Linked DNA regions of Canis lupus: region 1 is linked to region 2. Evidence: chromatin contacts called from public Hi-C data. All regions are on one chromosome and are shown on one strand. The core of a region is the stretch at or near the end of the contact, and the rest is flanking DNA. Distances in the headings are between cores, read along the strand shown. Region 1 has its middle 75 kb from the start of C9H17orf67. Region 2 holds the start of NOG (noggin).

Region 1 (4,325 bases), core at 1,786-4,285, 120 kb before region 2:
GCAAGGCCTTTTTATTTCCAACCTCAAGAGTCTATGGTCACATCTGTAGGGGTAAAGCAAACCCACCTTCTCACTAGCAAAAGGAGACTTATTTTTATCTGGGTCACATATTGGATATTTAAGCAAATTACTGTACTTAATATTTTGTAAGTTTGCTAATCTACAGTAAGTACTTAATTTATAGGGTTGCTGTGAGGACTAAGTGGATTGATGCATTTGAAACATTTAGACATGTGTGGTATGTGTAAGTGCCCAATAAACATGAGCCATAAACACTGCCCAGCCATTTGTTTCCATACAGCTTTCCATGGCTAACATACCTGCAAAACTGATGCTGTAGCCCCGTCCTACTGGAGATGAGGAAATCTATCCAGGGAAGCAGACTCTGCCCAGGCTTGCTCAGTGAGCTCTATGAGCATGGGCCTTGTCAGTCTGCCATGTTAGAAGTGCTTCTTGAGAGGGAAGCCAGGCTTGCCGGGCAGATGATGGCAGAGGGTACCTTGACCCATGGGTGGTGCTGAGTCACTGCCAGGAGCTCTTTTCTTCCTTCTAGCTCTTGGAGTGCACCTGGAATGACAGCCAGCTCCCACTGTGCAGGAGCAGGTGTCCTCTTTGTGGCTTATCTGTGGTCCCCATTCTCTTCCCCTTTCCACTGGACCAAAGATGAGCTGCTGCAGAGCCAGGATGATGGCTCAGCATCTCTGACCCACAAGGGCTGGCACCTTGTAGGTATCCAGTAAGTTCCTCTTTGTGAAAGCAGAAGGGGTTGCTTTGGCACTAAAGAAGCAACTGTGTGGTCTAGGCATGTGTGATGCCAATGTGAGGGCAAACCAATGGTAACAAACTGGGGTGCATCTAATATTGGGGATTCTCCTTCAACGGAGTGAATGGCAAGAGTGACTTGACAGAAGAAATCAATGTGTTCAATGACTAACTGAGGGCTGGGAGGGATAAGGGTGTGGAGCACCCCCCTGCCCCTGCAAGGACCCCAAGACCATTTGATTGAGTTGTTTGCTTTTGTTGCTTTCTCTTCCTTTAGATTTGAGCTTCTCGAGGTCAGGGTGCATCACCAGTGTGACTCTGTGCCTGGGTAGCTTTGCACAGAACCAGGCACAGATGGGTGAGTCCATAGATAGCTGTAGTTTGGAAAATTGCCCTTGTGAGACTGTAGTCCCCCAACCCAGGGGGAACCCCTTTGTTCTCCCAGTGCTGTTGCTTCTAATCCCACCAGATGGACCTCTTTTTTTTTTTTTTTTTTTCCTAAGCCCGTCCCTGGCCACTTCCCTATCTTTCACGTCCCCTCCACATGTCCCCTCCACACCCCCTCACAGAAACACAAGGGGTCCGGGCTCTGAAGAAAGAGTGCCTGCCCAGATCTGATCAAGACACAAGTGAGAGGCAATGATTTGTGCAGAAATCCTGGTCCCGTCTAATGGAATTTTCCCAAAATAAATTCATGTAAACAACTTCCCACAAAGAGGCAGTCAGGGGAGCTGGGTGTGTAAACAGCGTGAACAGTCACAAGTACTCTGGGCTCCAGGGGTGCCGTGTCGTCTGGAGGGGGGCGGTGGAGAGACTCCCTGTAGCAAAACACCTTTGGCTCCAGTCCTTCTGACATCATAATGTCAGCCAATTCATTAACTTAAAAAAAAAATTCCTTATTTTACTATCATCCCCCAAACATTGTAACATCACTTTGTGGCTAAAAAGACTGCAGAAGGGATTTTGTTTAAACTTATCCCCTTTCTAAACCAATGGAACCAGGAGATGATCTCTGTGCCTAGAGAAAGTGGGGGTGGGAATGAGGTGGGTGGAGAAAACAGGGAGGGTAGAGTGGTTAAGAGGAAAAATCCCTGGAGAAAATGATGTCTCTTCGGTGCTCAGTGATGGGTATGAATAACTCATACACTTCCTAGAATTAGATGAAAATCTGCTCTTCTTCAGGCGCTCAGGAGGACACTGAATACTTGTGGCCTGGACATCTCTGGCCACGTCCAAATGGAAGATGGCTGGGAGCTAGGCTGTGTGTACAGCCGTGCAGACCAAGCTTCCGGAGGGAAGTGTGTGCAGGGAATCTGTGGACACACATTTCCCCCAGACATTTTTCCCAACCCAGTCTGACTTTCCCAAAGCAGAGCTGTTTTCAGGATCCGAGTGTGATGACTTTCCCTCCCTGCCATGACCAGAGCCCAGAGACAGACTTGTTTTCAGGTCCCAGCAGGGCCACTGTTATGCTACCATGAGACGTTTAGCAAACTGCATAACTTCTCTGAGTCTCAGTTTCCTCATCTATGCAGTGGCAACCTGGATAATCCTCTCAGCCCTGTGGACTTCAAAGAGTTGTCAAGTTCTAGTAGGAAATGGCTGTGAAGTTGAGGGATTTTGATTATCAAGATCAATTTGATTCTGGTTTTTGCCTAAGCCCTGTCTTGGCTCAATGGAGTTTTGCCGAGAGATCTGTCTTTGCAAAAGCCAGGGAAACAGAAAGATTTGAGGAGGGTGGCGCCTGGATGCAGTGGGAGGAGCCAGGATGCCTCTGGGAGTTAGGAGGGGGCAGAAGGGAAGGGGAGCCAGTGGCCACCAGCCAGGCTGATGTGTCCATGCAAGGCTCCAGAGGATCTCGGGACTGCTTTCTGCCAGTCTGTTCTTTTAACCAAGCCAGAAGCCTGCTGGTCTTGATGATAAAGATGCTGACTGTGGCCATCTGGCTCTGGCTTTTGATTTTTTGCCCCCTGGAAAAAGGTTGTACATCCCCACTCTCTGCCATGTGACTTTATAGTGCTCTCCCACTGTGGCTGGAGGTCACTTCCTCACCCCATTGGTGTTGGCTTGGCCCATCCTGACTTGTTTTGGCCAATGGGATGCTAAAGAGGCATTCAGAGGCCTTAAAAGTGCTTGTGCAATTTGGCCTCTTGCGCTTCTAAGATCTGCCGTGAAAAAAAAAACATGTACCAGTAAAGCTGGTCTAAGAAGAATGTGTGGCTATGTGGATGGACCTGCATGCCACCCTCCTGGGAGCCTGGAGCCAAGCACAGCTGATCTGCAGCCTGTCCCAGAGCTGCCCCAGTTTAACAAAGGCAACAGAACTGACGGTGACACAAATGCTTGTTGTTGCAGGTCATTGAGTTGCGGGGAGTTTTGTCATGCAGCATTATTGCAGTCTGACACCCTGACAGTAAGGATGACAGAGGCAGTCCTGACTGCCCAGTCCCACAGCAGCCCAGATTGCGATGCCCATGTGTTAATATGGTACCATGCAAAGTGAGGATGGCCTATAGGCATTAATAATACATTTCTTTTTTAAAAAAGAATTAATAGCAGAAACTTATTCCTCACAGCTGTGGAGGCTGGAAGTCCATGATCAGGCTTGCCAGCATGGAGTGGGGGGTGGGCTCTCTTCCAGGTCACAGACTTCCCTTTGTGTGCTCACAAGGCAGAAGGAGCCTGACACCTCAGTGGGGTCTCTTATAAGGGCATTAATCCCTTTACTGGGGGCTTCACCATCATGACTGAATCAATCCCCAAAGGCCCCATGGGCATACCATCTCCTTGGGCAGTAGGATTTCAACATGAATTTTGGGAAGATACAAACATTCAGATCATAGCACACCCTAAATTCTCATCTAATCCCTTGGTCATACTGGATGACCTACCCATCTGTGTTCCTGAGAAAACAGAGGCCATTGGGATGGAAACTTTCCCAACTTGTCACCACATTCCTCTCAAACTAAGGGACCTTATCTCCTTCTCTTTCTCTTATCAGAGAGGATTGTCCTTCTATTACATCCTTTTTCTTTGCTCTTAAACTTTATTTTAAAGGAAAAGAAATAACGAGTAAATAAGGAAAAACTGTCCTGTAAATTCTTGATTTCCTCCTCTTTGCCATCAGGATTCTTGCAATAGAATCAATATCCATTCACTCCTCAGCCACCAGAGTGTGGCATTTCCTTGAGCTATTCTCCCAAAATGTTCGATGAAGAGCTCAAGTGCGTCTCAATTGTTCACATTTTGTGGATGTTTTCTATTCTTTATCATAGTGAATATTTCCTTTTTAAAAAGCATCAACTCCCCAACACCAGAACCTATGGGGAACACCGGGAGCCTATGACAACAGAGAAAGTGGGATGCCATAGAGCTTACTACCTAAGAGCTTGGCCTCTGAAGTCAGGTAGCCTTAGATGTGAATTCTGACATGGCCACATTCATCCTTTGGGACTTGGACAATTTACTTAGCCTCTCTGAGCTTCAGAGATTCATCTTTGCAACAGGGATAATCATTTTTGCGAGAGGGACATGAAATGGGTTATTAACCTTTTTAGTACAGT
Region 2 (4,179 bases), core at 420-2,919:
GCGGTCATCTCCATCACACCCCAAGAGGGGATGAGCCCCTTCTCCCAACAGGCGTAGTAAGCACAGCGGCACCCCTACCCACCCCCTCCAGCCCCCACACCCCCCATCAATCACCAACACAGAGAATCGCAGTGTCGAGAGCGCAGTCGATTTTAGTGGTTTTCTTTAATCCTGCTCTGCACTTCTTTCTCATTTACTACACGGGATATTATAAAGAATAAATAGCAGATACTCTTAATTTACAATGATTAGTCATTCCATTTGTTCTCTATATTTACAATAACTGTAAAATAACATTGAACTCTATAGCTTCTTCGAGGTCCAAGGAAAACCAAAACACTTTCCGAAGAATGGAAAATAGCTTTTTAAAAGTCCTTCTACAAAAGTTCTCCCCTCTCTTTTTGTACTTTAAGAAAAAATAACTTTTCCCCCCTGCTTCGCCATGCGAAGGGCACTGGAATATAAATAGCAGGTTAACATTATTAGCGACAACCAGAATAAGTCTCTCTTTGCTCTGTTCTTTTTTTTTTTCCTTTTGCTTATTTTTTTTTTAAAAATACAGTAGAAGCCGGTAACTTTTAACGTATAATACTGACCTTTTAATAAGTAAATTAAAACTGGGACCGTATATACACACACATATACATTCCTACACAGTTAAACAGTGCATTACATGAACCAGAAAGCTAGGTCTCTGTAGCCAGAAAAAAAAAAAAAAAAAAAAAAAGTTCATTGAATCCCCCCCCTCCCCGCCTCGCGAGAGGGTGGTGGAACTGGTTGGAGACGGTGCGGAGGCGGGCGGTGGGGGGGGGGGGGCGTCGGTGGGGTTCCATCCATTGTCCGGGTGCGGGGAGGGGGCCCCGAGTTCTAGCACGAGCACTTGCACTCGGAAATGATGGGGTACTGGATGGGAATCCAGCCGCAGCGCTGGCCCCCGCGCCGCTGACAGCGCCACCGCAGCACCGTGAGGTGCACGGACTTGGACGGCTTGCACACCATGCCCTCGGGCACCGAGCACGAGCGCTTGCTGAAGCAGCTGCCCACCTTCACGTAGCGCGGCCAGAAGCGGCTGCCCAGGTCGTTCCACGCGTACAACACCGGGCAGAAGGTCTGCGACCACAGCCACATCTGTAACTTCCTCCGCAGCTTCTTGCTCAGGCGCTGCTTCTTGCCCGGGGCCAAGCCCTCGGAGAACTCCAGCCCTTTGATCTCGCTCGGCATGGCCCCCGACGGCCGCTGCCGCAGCAGCTGGTCCAGCTCGGCCAGGTCCTCGGCGCCCCCGGCCGCGCCCGCGCCCGCGCCCGCGCCCCCGCCCCCGCCGGGCCGCTCCTCGGGGGGCGAGGTGGCCATGAAGCCCGGGTCGTAGTGGCCCCCGAGCAGCGAGCGCAGCAGCGTCTCGTTCAGATCCTTCTCCTTGGGGTCAAAGATAGGGTCCGGGTGCTCGATGAGGTCCACCAGGGGCAGGTTGTCGCTGGGGGCCGGGCGGATGTGGAGGTAGTGCTGGCCGCCGGCCGGTGCCGCCCGCAGCCCCAGGACCACCACCAGGGCGTAGAGGGTGACCCCCAGGCTGGGGCAGCGCTCCATGCCTCCGGCGCGCCCGGGGCTGCCGCCGCGTCCGCGTCCCCCGAGGAGAGCACTCCCCGGCCCTCCGGAGGCGGCTCACCCGCGGCTGGGCGGGCGCAGGGCCGGCAGCATGAGGCGCCGGGAGAGCCCTTCGCGCGGCGCCGGCTCCCACCGGGGCGGGCGGGAGGCGGCGCACGGGTCGGCCGCGGCTGCTCCGCCGGGTCTACTGGGGCCGGCGGCCGCGGCGGGGCGTCCGCGGGGACTCCAGGGCGCCGGCGGGCGCGGGGGGCGCCGGCTCCTCGCTGCTCCCGGGCGGCGGCGCGGGGCGCGGGGCGCGGGGCGCGGGGCGCGGGCGCGGGCGCGGGGCGCGGGGCCGAGCCGCCCTCCCCTCCTCCTCCTCCTCCGCTCGCCGCGGTCGTCCCGCCGCCCGGGGCAGCGCGGCTGGCGCAGCGGGTCCGGGGCGCGTCCCTCCGCCTGCTCGGGGCTCCGCGGCCGGCTCTGCCAGGCGGACTCCAGCGGCGGCGGCGGCGGCGGCGTCCGCGCACGTTGGCACCGGTTTGTCTGTCTCGCAGGGTCCAAGCCTTTAAATTTCCTGCACTTTCAGCTCCATCACCATGGAAACCACTGACTCTCTCGGCGTTGCCCCCTCCCCCTCCTTCCCCCCAAACAACAACCCCACCCCCCACTTCTCCACCCCCGAGGAGCCGGAGCGGCACAGGCTCCGGGGGAAGCCGCCTGCACTCGCCGCGGCGGCGGCTTCGGCAGCGCCCAGGGCCGTGCCCCGCCGGACCCAGATGCCCCGGGAGGCCGACAGCCCGGCTGCCCGCCGGAGCTCACAGGCGGCGGCGGCGGCGGCGGCGGCGGCGGCGGCGGCGGCGGCGGCGGCGGCGGCAGCGGCGGTGGCGGCGGCGGTGGCGCTTGGCAGGTCTCCGCGCAATTTTCTCTCTCCCCCACCACCCACCCCCCTTCTCCTCCTCCTGCAAAATGCACCGCCCCCCTCCTTTCTCCTGGAGCAATGCAACTGGGGCTCTAGGCGCCCCGCCAGGGCCAGTCCTGGGGAAAGCTCGCGGCGGCGCTGGAGCCGGGCTGGAGGGTGCAGGGCCGGTTGTGGGGGGTGCTCGAGGTGGGGCTGTGAGGGGTCCCGCTAGCTGGGTGCTTTGCACTGGGAGGGCAGCCGCGGGGCGGTGCCGGGGGCTCGTTCCTCGGTGCAGAGTCCGGCGCAAGGAATTTCTCCATGTGCACGGAGCTTTTTCCCCGGGCGCGTCTCGCCTTCCTCTCTCCGGAGCTGGCTCTGAGTCCCCTCCCCCCAGCGCGTACACACACACACACACACACACACACACACACACACACACACACACACTTTGAGCAGGACTCCGAGAGCCGCAGCGTTGCGCAGCGTGATGTAATTCCTAGGAAGCACTCCTGCCCGTCTGTTACTCGGGCCCACGAGGGGGGTCCGCTCCTCGCCCTCCTCCTCCTCCTCCTCCTCCTCCTCCTCCTCCTCCTCCTCCTCCTCCTTGGCCGGGTCCTGCACCCTGAGTGGCCGAGCTGCAGGGGCGCGTCCGGCTCGCCTGCGGCTCCCCTAGCCGGCCGGGTTCCGCGCCGCCGCTGCTCGGCTCCCTGGGGGCGGCGCGCCCTCTGCTGGCGCCCGGCGAGTCCTGCACCTGGCGCTGGCGGGGGCGGCCCCGCGAGGTGGGTTCGCCTGCGGTCCGCCCGGCCCAGCTCCGCTTCTGCTCGCGTGTCCGTGTCATAGTGTGTGCGTGCGCGCGCGCGCTGCGGGGGCCTGGACTGCTCGGGTCTGTGCTCTCCAAGCTTTCCAGGCCCTCGGTGTAAACGAACTTCCTGAGATTCCTCCAGACGCCCCTCAAATGTCACAAGACTATAGGGCACCCTCTGTCTGCGGCCGCTAAATCGGCCTCAGTGGGCGAGAGCGGAGACCTAAAACTTAAGAAAGGTGACCTGGCAGCAGGGGGATCTGAGTCCTGGCTGCGGTCTGCCCCCCTATGTTAACCTCGGACAAGCCCCTTTTGTGGCACCATGTTCCTTTACTTTCTGCATTTAGTGACACCACTACATTCCTCTTCCAGCCCTACCTTTCCATGATCCTAAATAAACTTGCATGGTGCTTTCTGTTTGCAAAGGGGTGTCTCTTTGATGGGAGAGGGATGTTGAAATGACACTTCTAGTTAATTTCCCCTTGGATGAGGACCTGAATCTAAGCTTTGAAACTCAAACTTGGTTTCCTTTGTGGTGGATGCGATTGGAGTCTGGAGAAAGCTGGAGAAGAAGGAGTTGGAGAAGAGGAAGCCAGTAATCACCAGCAGCACTCCATGGAGTGGGCTTAGGAGGTCTCACTTCTAGTGACAGCCTAAATCACTCTACTTTCTTTCCCCAGAGATCTGTTTCTTCCTTTTAACCTGTGTTGTCTGTGCCCCCCCCCACCCCTGCCCATGAATTTATCATCTGCCTAAGGAAGTAAACACACTGTGTTTCACAGGAGAGTCTTTCCAAAAAACCTCAGCTGTTGGGAGGGATGGGCCAGTCTCAGCTGAAAACATTTTCTTAAACATTCTCAAATTTTCAAGCCTGCAAACACACACACACACACACACA

What was found. Hi-C and Micro-C count contacts between places; a contact is called where the count stands out from the background.
Region 1: a contact with region 2 is called in a Hi-C map of skin fibroblasts, with 3 times the contacts expected there. The contact joins the enhancer-like site here to the promoter of NOG in region 2. A contact is called at or near these places in 4 of 9 Hi-C or Micro-C datasets (amygdala, blood, liver and 1 more).

The regions. Positions count from the first base shown.
Region 1 is chr9:31,537,066-31,541,390 of UU_Cfam_GSD_1.0, reverse strand. No RefSeq gene overlaps it. Among named protein-coding and RNA genes, the nearest start is that of C9H17orf67, 75 kb to the left of the region's middle. Within about 2 kb of position 3,035, at least 2 of the 20 cell types and tissues checked have an H3K27ac peak or open chromatin away from gene starts, as enhancers often do.
Region 2 is chr9:31,413,472-31,417,650 of UU_Cfam_GSD_1.0, reverse strand. It overlaps NOG (noggin), which reads right to left and starts at 1,669. Exons shown (of 1, transcript XM_038546146.1): 1 at 818-1,669. The coding sequence starts at 1,584. The coding sequence ends at 868.